Regions from separate parts of the Hordeum vulgare genome. Here region 2 is linked to region 1. The links are chromatin contacts, called in public Hi-C maps. All regions are on one chromosome and are shown on one strand. Each heading gives the region's core, a stretch centred on a gene start, on an enhancer-like site or on the middle of the called end of the contact. The rest is flanking DNA. Distances are from core to core; before and after follow the strand shown.

Region 1 (4,955 bases), core at 1,832-4,331:
AGTTTGTATCCCCATTGTTGTTTACAGATTATTTCTGTCTAACAAGGAAGCCACAAGGGCAGCATTAGATTCCTATACAGATGCTCACAAGAATGAGAGGTTTGATATTTTTTTAGTAAAGCTCCATGCTGATGTTCTTATTTCTTAGTTCACTGCACATACATCCCTATACATGGCATATGCACACTGGTGATCTCAACACCTTGGAAGCATGAGCAGAACTATTGGGTATAACATGGTATAGCATGAGCTACACATCAATCGGTACAAATTCGCACTTGCAAAGGTAAATAGCCAGATAGGGCAGACATCCAGTGCTCCACTAGTCAAGCATTGTGGAACACCAAAATAGTCACTTGCAAAACAAAACAAAAAATTAAGATAGATGTAAGAGTTGTGTCCATCATTTTGTAAAATATAAATTTTAGCGCCAGCTCAATATTTACAAGAAAATGGGTTAGTGGGAAGAATAAATTTGGCCCCCTTTTCCAAACTTTATTTTTCACAGGTTATCAATTTATTTCAAGTTCTCAATTGTTGAATCTCAAAAATTTGCACAGGAGAACTCGCAGGCATCCTTACCTCAACAGGAGTTGCTAGAACTAAAATGTACTGAATTGCTTCAACAAAAATCCCAGGCTTTGCTGTAGCAAGTCCAACAGCACAAATTGCTTGCTCATCAGCATGATACTCTTGACACTGACCATCCCTGGTGAATAGAGAAAATACATAAGCCATGTATTACATGGTTAACCGCAAACATGGCCTATCACCGCGGCGCGGGGGGGGGGGGGGGGGGGGGGGCTACTAAGAATTTTAATGAGCCTAATATCATTTGTGCTAACCAATAAATTTAATTTAACTATATAAAGGTGAAGATACTTTTGCTGACTACCTGATCTTTGCCATCTATGCGGTTACACATACATACACAGGAAGATAATTTTCAACACCTACTAACAGTCATGTTGCCTAAATGTGACGTACAATAAAAGAAGGTACAACTTCGTAGACAACAATAGATGCTTGGCTTAATAGAGGTGGCTGGTTACAGAGCCCCCCACCCAATAATACATTAAGATCAATGGTCAAAAAAGTATGGTTGCATAGTTAGACAAGCAACTCCAAAGTGTACAGAAAATAACACATCGTAGGCTCATCACACAGTTAACTCAGTTTAATATGCAGACCGATAAGAACTGTTCAAGATTAAGGCATTCTCTAGGACTTTTTTTTACAGAGTAACTGTGCTGCACCTGGCAAACTATTCATAACAATGGCAAGAACTTTGAGATTCAAAGTAACAAGAGTCACATCATAAGGTACAGCTAGCTGCTAGCATTTTTTAGCTTAAGGTGTGTGTCAGCAAAAGGGAAATGAACAAGCAAAGATAATGAATTACCACTTATCAAAGCGCCAAACGTAAAATGAATTGTCAACGGTTGCCCAAGCCCGGTGTATTTCAGAAAATATTCCACAAAGTGCTGTTCCTTCACCAGCAGCTGCATTATATCTCTCAATCAGCATAGGAGGAAGCTGCCGAGTTTCTGCAACTTCCACCAGAGGAGGCCACTGCAGTATAACATAAAAGTATCTTACATAGTTATCAAATTCAAAAGAATAAAGGCGAAAAAATTAAGTTCAAAATGTGACATTTTCATAATAACTTTAGAATAACTTAGAACACAAACAGATGGTAGAAAAGACGAGGCCTTACAAAACCAATGTATTTACGTGATTGCAAATGTGCACTTTTCACACTCAAGGAGTAAGGAAAGATCTCTATCACTAATACTAACAATTATTATCCAGTATCATGAAAATTATTGATTAACAAGACTTAAGGATCTACTGCATTTGAGGCAAAAAAATCCTGGGTCCCCAAGCTTTCAGGTGAAACTCCTCATATGTTAGAACTGAACAGGGACATATCCACCACACCTTTTTATTCCCACAGGAACAAGCAAGAAAAAGATAGCCCCTAAATCCTTAATTTTGTTCCAGCTATAACTTGAATCCGTCGCCAGAAATGAAGGATGCTCATCACCTAAAAGAGTTAAAGTGGGTGGGCAAAGAAACATTTGAATAACCTCTAGTGTTAGAAGGTCTACTGTTAAATAGTATTGTATAATGGCAATGAGCTTGCATAGAGACATGATTAAGCTCTCCTATCCTTGAGCTCAGATGCACCCTTTGCGGTTTCCCTGATTGGTTGCCAAGCTTAAACACTTATATACCTAGGCCTGCTCATGAATGAATCTTAGTAAAGAAGGAAGCTCACTGCCTCACACAGTGATAAGCAACGTCGCAAACATTGTATTATTTTCCTGTTGTGTTCAACCCCAGATCACTAAGTCAAAAAAAAAACTAGAACCCCCTGATTTAGTCTCCCATGTAAATTGTCAAACGTGCACAGCTACAATTTAAGCTTGTTTCCCGGAATTTTTACCTTAAATTCCACAGGATTCGCCGCAAAGTTTCCCATAGACAGCCAATTTTGTCAAAATGATACGGCACTGCGTTTATGGAAAAAAATCACCTCAATTTCCTACCAAGCTCCAAGTAAGCAGGTCCAATTTCAACTACACGGTGTTCACCTCAGCCTTCGACGGCTTCCAACCCAAAGTCCACCCAGCAGGGAGAACGGAAAGACTAAAAAAAATGTCCACGAATCCCCCAGTACTGTACTAGTTAACCCACGCGAAGCTCCGCCAGAAAAGGAAAACATACGCTGCTGCAGATCAACGACTCGGGCGCGCACAGACCCTAGAAGACAGTACGCGGGCGGTGGCGGGGGGGTTACCTCCTTGGGGTGCGAGGAGTAAGGGTGGGAGGCGTAGCGCGAGGCCTCGAGCGCCTCCTCCAGGTCGGGCTGCGCGGCGGCGTCGCGGCCGATCCGCTCCGAGACGTGCAGCCCCGCCGAGGCGACGTCGGGGCCGATGGCCTCGTCCTCCGCCCACGCCATCATCGGAGCGCCGCGCCTCTGCGGGAAGGAGGGGCGGGGGACGGCGGAAAACCCTAGAGCGCAAGTAGGGGGGGCGGGCAGTGGGGAACGGTGCGCGGCGGGGTTTGGTTTAGTTGGGGTTTTGAGGTTTTCGTGGGCGGGGTCTGGATTTTGCAGTGGCGCGTGAGGGGGATTTTCCCCTTCCCTTCCCCTTCCCCTTCCCTTCCCTTCCCGTGAAACTCACCGGTGGGCCCGGCCCCGGGCGCAGCTTTTTGCGGTAGGCGTGGTTGTGAACGAGCTCGGTCGGGGTCCGTTTTCCGTTTGTGCCATTCGAACTGAGCCTGGTTTTGAAGCCTCGGTTTGACGAACGGAGCTCCTCCCACTTTTTTGAAGAAAAAAATTAATTCTAAGAGCAACTCTAATGAGGCGACCCATTTCGTTCGTCATTTGTTTGGATCCGCGCAGAGAGAAAAGACGGTCCAACGTGTCGACCTAAACGGACGCGCGTCCGTTTTTCATGTGCGTGCTAATCCATTTTCGGTTCAATTTTGAACGTGATTTAGGTCGGTACGGACACAAAACGGACACGGACGACGCGCGCTTTCTTCATCCCCTGGCCCACGAGTCGGTGGCACATTGGTAGTTCTCCACCCCTACCGACAACGTCGACAGCTAGCCCTCGCCTCGCCCCCAACCCGTCACCACCGCCGCCCAGTTCCGGCGCCTCCTCCCGTATGTGCCCAACGCCTACCCACGCCATCGGGCCACCGCAGCTTCCCCGAACCCAATCCACCATTGCCGATCTGCTTCTTCGTCCACGCCCGCAAGTTGTTCGACAGTTTGTCTCAAGGTACAAATGGATTGTGCCGACGAGTTCTTTTTTCATAATGTTTTGTGCGACTCTGACGATTCCTTATCCGACAATGAGGAGATGATGCTTGCCGTGTTGGTCCACGACCACCTTAATAGGCAGCGGCGGTTGTTCCAGGGCTCGATTCCGGGGCATGTTCCCACGTTGAATCGCAATCGAGAGAGCGGTCATTTTATTCTATGGAAGGACTACTTTGACACAAGCAATCCGATGTTCAAACATCAGAAATTTCGGCGTCGTTTTCGTATGGCTAGGCATGTTTTCAACCAGATTCGAGAGGGGGTGGACGGATACGATGACTACTTCGAGTGCAAAGAGGATGCCATTGGAAAGATTGGCTTCTCATCTTATCACAAATGCACTGCAGCTATCCGGATGCTTGCTTATGGAATACCCAATGATCTTATCGATGAGTACGTCCGTATGAGTGAGTCTACGTGCCTAGAGTCGTTGTACGGATTCTGGAAGGTTGTGATTGCAGTATTTGGCCCTTGGTACTTGAGAGAGCCGACTGTTGGGGACACAACCCGCTTGTTGGCGACCAATGCTAGTCGGGGCTTCCGATGGATGCTTTGCAACATAGAGTGCATGCACTAGGGGTGGAAGAACTGTCCTTTTGCTTGGCAAGGCCAGTTCAAGGGCCATGTCAAGGCTTGCACTGTCATACTTGAGGTCGTGTCCTCTTAAGATCTCTCAATCTGACAGTCTTTCTTTGGCATGGCCGAATCACACAATGGTATCAACGTGCTTCAACGATCACCGGTGTTTGCAAGGCTTGCCGAAGGCAACAGCACGTCGGTCAATGTTAACATTAACGATCACAACTACAACAAAGTATACTATCTAGCTGACGGAATCTATCCACGGTGGACCAGTATTGTGAAGACAATCTCCAAACCTTTGGGAGAGAAGAGGGAAACATTTTCCCAAGAGCAAGAGAGTGCTAGGAAGGATGTCGAACGTGCCTTTGGTGTTGTGCAATCTTGATGGGCATAGTTCGATATCCTGCTATAACTTGGAGCACCAGGAAGTTGTGGAAAGTGATGATTGTTTGTGTGATCATGCACAGTATGATCGTAGAGGATGAGCGTCTGAAATGTCTCCACAATCAAGGGTTTGAGTTTCAGGGTGACAATGCAG
Region 2 (4,955 bases), core at 1,011-3,510, 210 kb after region 1:
ATATACTCAATCTGTTAGATGCGTCGTACGTGCATGTTGCTTCAAAGCGTATGCTACGTATGAGAATGGCCTTTCTTCTTGAGATGGGAGAATGACCTTCCACCTACACTACCAACAACTACTGACGGTTCCCCCTTGTGACGTGATACACTTGTTGGGTACCAGAATGTCGAACCCGCTCAGCGTCCACTCCGCCTCCGCATTCTTGCTGACATATATCTCGGTGCCGACGTCAAGCGACGACCACTGCCTCTTCGCCGGCGGCGTGCCCGGATCCTGCAAACATACACGGAGAGCCATCGTTGATCTACATAGCCGCATCCCAGATCGTGGACGAGAAACAGTCACATGATGAAGAGGATAGACAACGGTACCTGGTAGAAATACAGCGCGTGCGACAATGCGCCAACGTCGAGCTCCCATGCCCTGGGGTCACCGATCCAGCCCTGTCCTTTGGCCGTGGGGTAGCCGAACTCGCCCCACACCGGGTGCGGCACGATCTGCAGGATCTCCTGCGGCTGCGGGTTGCTGTAGGGGTCGCAGTAGGTCGTCGGCTGCTCGGCGTGCCGCGCGTTCCCCGGCGAGCAGTAGACATGGTAGGCGGCGTAGGGGAACCGCGCGGCGTCGTCGCGGTGCACGCGCGTGCCGTTGCGGAACGTGTGCCACGGCGGGCACTGGTCCCTGCGCCCCGGCTGGCACCACGTCGGCGTCTCCGGGTTGATGATCATCTCGCTGTACCGGGTCACGTCCGTGGCCGTGTCGCCGTCGCACGGTGCGCCGTCGTTCTTCCAGCAGCTGCCCATGTCCATCAGGTAGAACTGGCTGTTGGGCCCCCCGCCCTGCTTCACCTCCAGCGTCAGCCTCACCTTGAAATCTGGTGACTCCGGCACCTGACAAGGCGAGAGAGAGACAAATTTTTCAGGTTACACAAGCCAGATATAGCAACGTCATCAGGTAAAATCTGGTAACAGTAAAAACGAATAACGGCTTACTATCTTTGTCATGCCTCTGGTGTCGTAGTGGTAGCCGCCGGAGAAGCCCCTGGTGGCGTCGGACCGCAGGTACAGCATCAGCCAGGGGTACTTTGCCGACGTGCGCAGCTTGTGGTGGAAAACCCAGCCGGCGCCGGCCGCCGGATCGACCTGCTTTTCCCACACCACCGAGTAGTAGGACACGTCGTTGCGACCAAGATCCGTGGCGTCCAGCTCGTACGTGCCGAACAGCCCGCCTCGGAGCCACCGGCCGGCATCGTCCAGCGCGGTGCGGTTGTGGAACACCAGCGGCTGGTTCATGCACCCCGTGCCGCCGGGGCAGGGGAACCGGGAGGTCTGCGGGAACGGGCGCGCCGGGCGGCCGTTGTCGGGGCAGATGGCCGCGGTCGTGTCCAGGTTGCCGTTCTTGAGCATCACCATCCAGAACTGCCACGGCACCGGGCTGTCGGGCACCTGGCACCGGTCCCCGAGGTAGAGCTCCTTCGCCGCCGCGTAGCGGTCGGTGTCGATGACGGTGGAGTTGGACGACGTGCCGGGGAACGGGTCGCCGGCGCGGAGGGCGTTGTCGGCGTCGGTCACGCGGTGCACCACCTTGTACACGGGCTGGCCCTGCTCGTCGTCGGTGGCCGCTGCATCACAATCGACTCTTTTTAACAGAGAATAGAGATCGGCATCGTTTCCGTCCAGATCTGCGTAGCAACGGAATGTCTCGACGGAATTGCAATTCTGATTCAGAGCAAGCCAAGGGAATGCGAGCTCCTACCGATGTCGAAGCAGTCGGCGCCGCGCGGGCTGCCCATGCCGGGGGCCTCCTGGCCGACCTCGTTGCAGAAGTTCCAGGCCTCCCAGGCCACGCGGAGGCCGTCGCGCTGCATGCCAGGGTCACCGACCGCCGACACGTAGCCACGGCCATGCGTCCGGATGGCCACGGCGGCAGAGCAGGACGAGAGGAAGAGGACGACGAGCAGGGACTTGGCCAGCCGCGCAGCCATTGGGGAAACGGGTCGACGGACAGCTCTGCAGATGCAGAGGGTAAAGATCAATCGACGCGATGATGGCCACGGTTGGTGGGGCGGTGGGCTGATCAGCACTAGACCAGTGTACGTTAAGACAAAAGGGCTCTGTGTGTGTATGTGTCAAAAAAGCAGAGCGCAGTGGAGAAGATGCTTTGTCGACGAGAAGTGCCGGTGTGCTATGCTACGGGAGGCAGCTGCTTGGTCGATCCATTTTGACACTTTTTTTTTCCTCCGCCGCCTGCAGTTGAGAGATGCGCCGCCTTGGGAATGTCACGGGCACTTCGGTTTAGCTATATATATACATGCTTGTCCGTTTCTTTAGGCTTGACTTGGTGTGGATGAGTTGCTGGTATGCTTTGTGCATTCACCGGATAACTGTTGAACACCTACATGCGATCCAGATATTGCTTTGAGATGAAATAGTCTTCATCGCTCGTTGTGAGGAACTCTATTGGCGGCAGATGGGTTGTCAAAATAGCGGGGAAAATAAAATGATCTTTTGCTAGAGTAAAACTAACACATTAGTCTTCGAATAATAAATCTTAAAAAAATATACGAAGTCAGCGAAGGTGTTGGTTAATTTGCATGTGTGTGTGGAGGAGAGGAGAAGGAACCAACCTCCATTTAATATTATTTATTAATACTACATCCGTCACAGTTTAAAAAACATGATTAAATTTACGTGCATTTTTATAATAGACAAGGTTTATGACGCATTGAATTTACTCCTAGCAGCCAATTAGTACTACGTTGTACTACTTCTACTCACTTCACCTCAGTTTATAAGTCCGGCACGTATACCTAGGTCGTCAATTTGACCAACTTTATGATAAGCATATATTACAAAAATATATCATTAAAAACTTTAGATGTTCTATTTTCTAATGATATAATTTTTATATTGAACAATAGATTTTATATAAGTCAAATTAACGACCTAGGTACACGTGCGTGCCTTTTAAACTCTGCCGCGGTAGTATCAGTCAATCAATAACCACATATGTTCCACAGAATTACCAAGCACGCCTTCTAAACCGCGACGAAGGAAGTAGTAGATATCATTATCACTTTAAACTGCCTACTGATCAATAATAATTGCAAATATATGCAAATCTATTGAATTAAAGTTTTGTTATACAAGATATTGCATTGCAACAAGAGTATAAATATTCTAGTACAATAGTATGTATCCACCCATATTAATGTGATTGTGTAGATAAATATTATGAAATCATGCCCGTGATTTAGCTACCTAAATAAACTTTAGGATTTTATTTGTTCAACATGTACTTGATAAGAAGTTATTGGATTACCAAAGAAAATATATTTTTATTTCATATGATTATGTCTGTATTTCCTTTTGATTACGACTGTATATCTCTCCTACTTATATCTCTTACCTAAAAAGAACGTAAGGTTCCTCGTCCGCCCTGTCCTTCCACCAACATTGCGAACGTTCACCCCACCTTATGTGCTTTTTAAAGAGAATCCTTTCATCTTTGGATTTTTGTACATGTGTTTTTTAAATCAACTTAATCTGGTCTTTTATTAGGCAACTCCAAAAGTAAAGACGACAAGTATAAGAAGATCCGCTAGTACCGCTTGAAATCAACATTCGTGATGGTGTCCTAGACTAGGGGTTATACACCATGTTGTCTCCCGTCCAGTAGGGCCGGGCTGAGGATCCCATGCCGATTAATTACCGGGCCTCTTCGGATAACCCATGACGTATACAAGAACGATTCCACAAGACTTGGTGCATAGGATGAGCACTCATGTTATTCTAGGTCTCTCGTGCATTGTATAAACTAAGGTTAGACTAGTTAATAGATCATCTCACATAGGTTAAGTTAGATTCACACATACAATCTCGACATAGATCATCTTGTACTTTGTACTCCAACACAATCAATACAAGAAAAGAAGCTCATAGGATTTTACCTCTTCAAGAGAGTCCAAAGCTCGGTAAACATCATGCCTCGTTTGTCATTTTATCATTAAACTAAGATTTGCACCTCGGTACCCATACCCAAGATCCGTTAGATTTAGCTCCATCATTGGTCACCCATACAGGTTCTTTTAGTAATTGTCGTGGTTCAATGGGAATTTGGATCGGCTTCGATGCGATCTACACCCGAAACGGATCTTCATCACCACCTTGACTAGTCACCTTGGCTAGGTCGACGAATACACCCACATCATATTTGTAGAAATTGATGGGCGTCTTCATCAACCTCAACTTTGATCTCGAGCGAGATCATAAAAAAAACGTCCATGGAGCTTGGGGCTCAAAGTCAACATTGCACTCGCATCGCGTGGAGAGTTTTTTGACAGTCGATCCGTTTCGGTCGTCGTCGCCTACTCGAGCATCGCCAATTGCTTTAGTGAAATTGTGCGGAATTGAGCCTACGACAATCGTGTAAAATTTCATCGCATTATGATGAAGGAATCTTTAGCAATCTTCAATATGCTGAAGCCATGTTGAATCTGGACGGGTTTGGGGGTGAGCAGTCCATCAATTAGCTCGTACATCCTTTGGAAAATCCAAACCTTCATAAGCTAAGAAATTTCTATGTCGACAACCCGTCAAAATTTTCAGCTCGACCAGACCTTTCAAACATCGGGATAAGTATGAGAAGTGCATCAATTTTCGAATATGTTTTCTGCGCAAAAACGAATGGACCTAAATTTATCTTTGTCGTGAACGTTGGAGAACTTTTTTGCTAATGTATTGTGTTTTGTTTTTGGATCGATAGAAGGGGTATCTAGAGGAAGGGTGAATAGACTACTTGTATAAATTAAAATCCTAGCCCTTTCACAATTTTAATGGTTGGAAGATTTTAGCAATTCTAACAAGTCTAGTGCACCCTACACATGCTAGTAAACAAATATGGCAGCGGAAAGTAAAGACATTGCACATGTAAGTAAGAGTAGAGCTTAGGAAGAT

Evidence for each region. Hi-C and Micro-C count contacts between places; a contact is called where the count stands out from the background.
Region 2: a contact with region 1 is called in a Hi-C map of leaf, with 5 times the contacts expected there. The contact joins the promoter of LOC123446767 here to the promoter of LOC123449272 in region 1. A contact is called at or near these places in 3 of 6 Hi-C or Micro-C datasets (leaf and seedling) and 1 of 1 datasets of contacts at active chromatin or transcription factors (embryo).

What each region holds. Positions count from the first base shown.
Region 1 is chr4H:526,119,333-526,124,287 of MorexV3_pseudomolecules_assembly, forward strand. LOC123449272 (nuclear pore complex protein NUP155) reads right to left here and starts at 3,082. Exons shown (of 13, transcript XM_045126422.1): 1 at 2,804-3,082; 2 at 1,403-1,572; 3 at 583-709. The coding sequence starts at 2,968.
Region 2 is chr4H:526,331,368-526,336,322 of MorexV3_pseudomolecules_assembly, forward strand. It overlaps LOC123446767, which reads right to left and starts at 2,261. Exons shown (of 5, transcript XM_045123311.1): 1 at 2,097-2,261; 2 at 1,756-2,009; 3 at 993-1,621; 4 at 375-890; 5 at 1-276. The coding sequence starts at 1,984. The coding sequence ends at 109.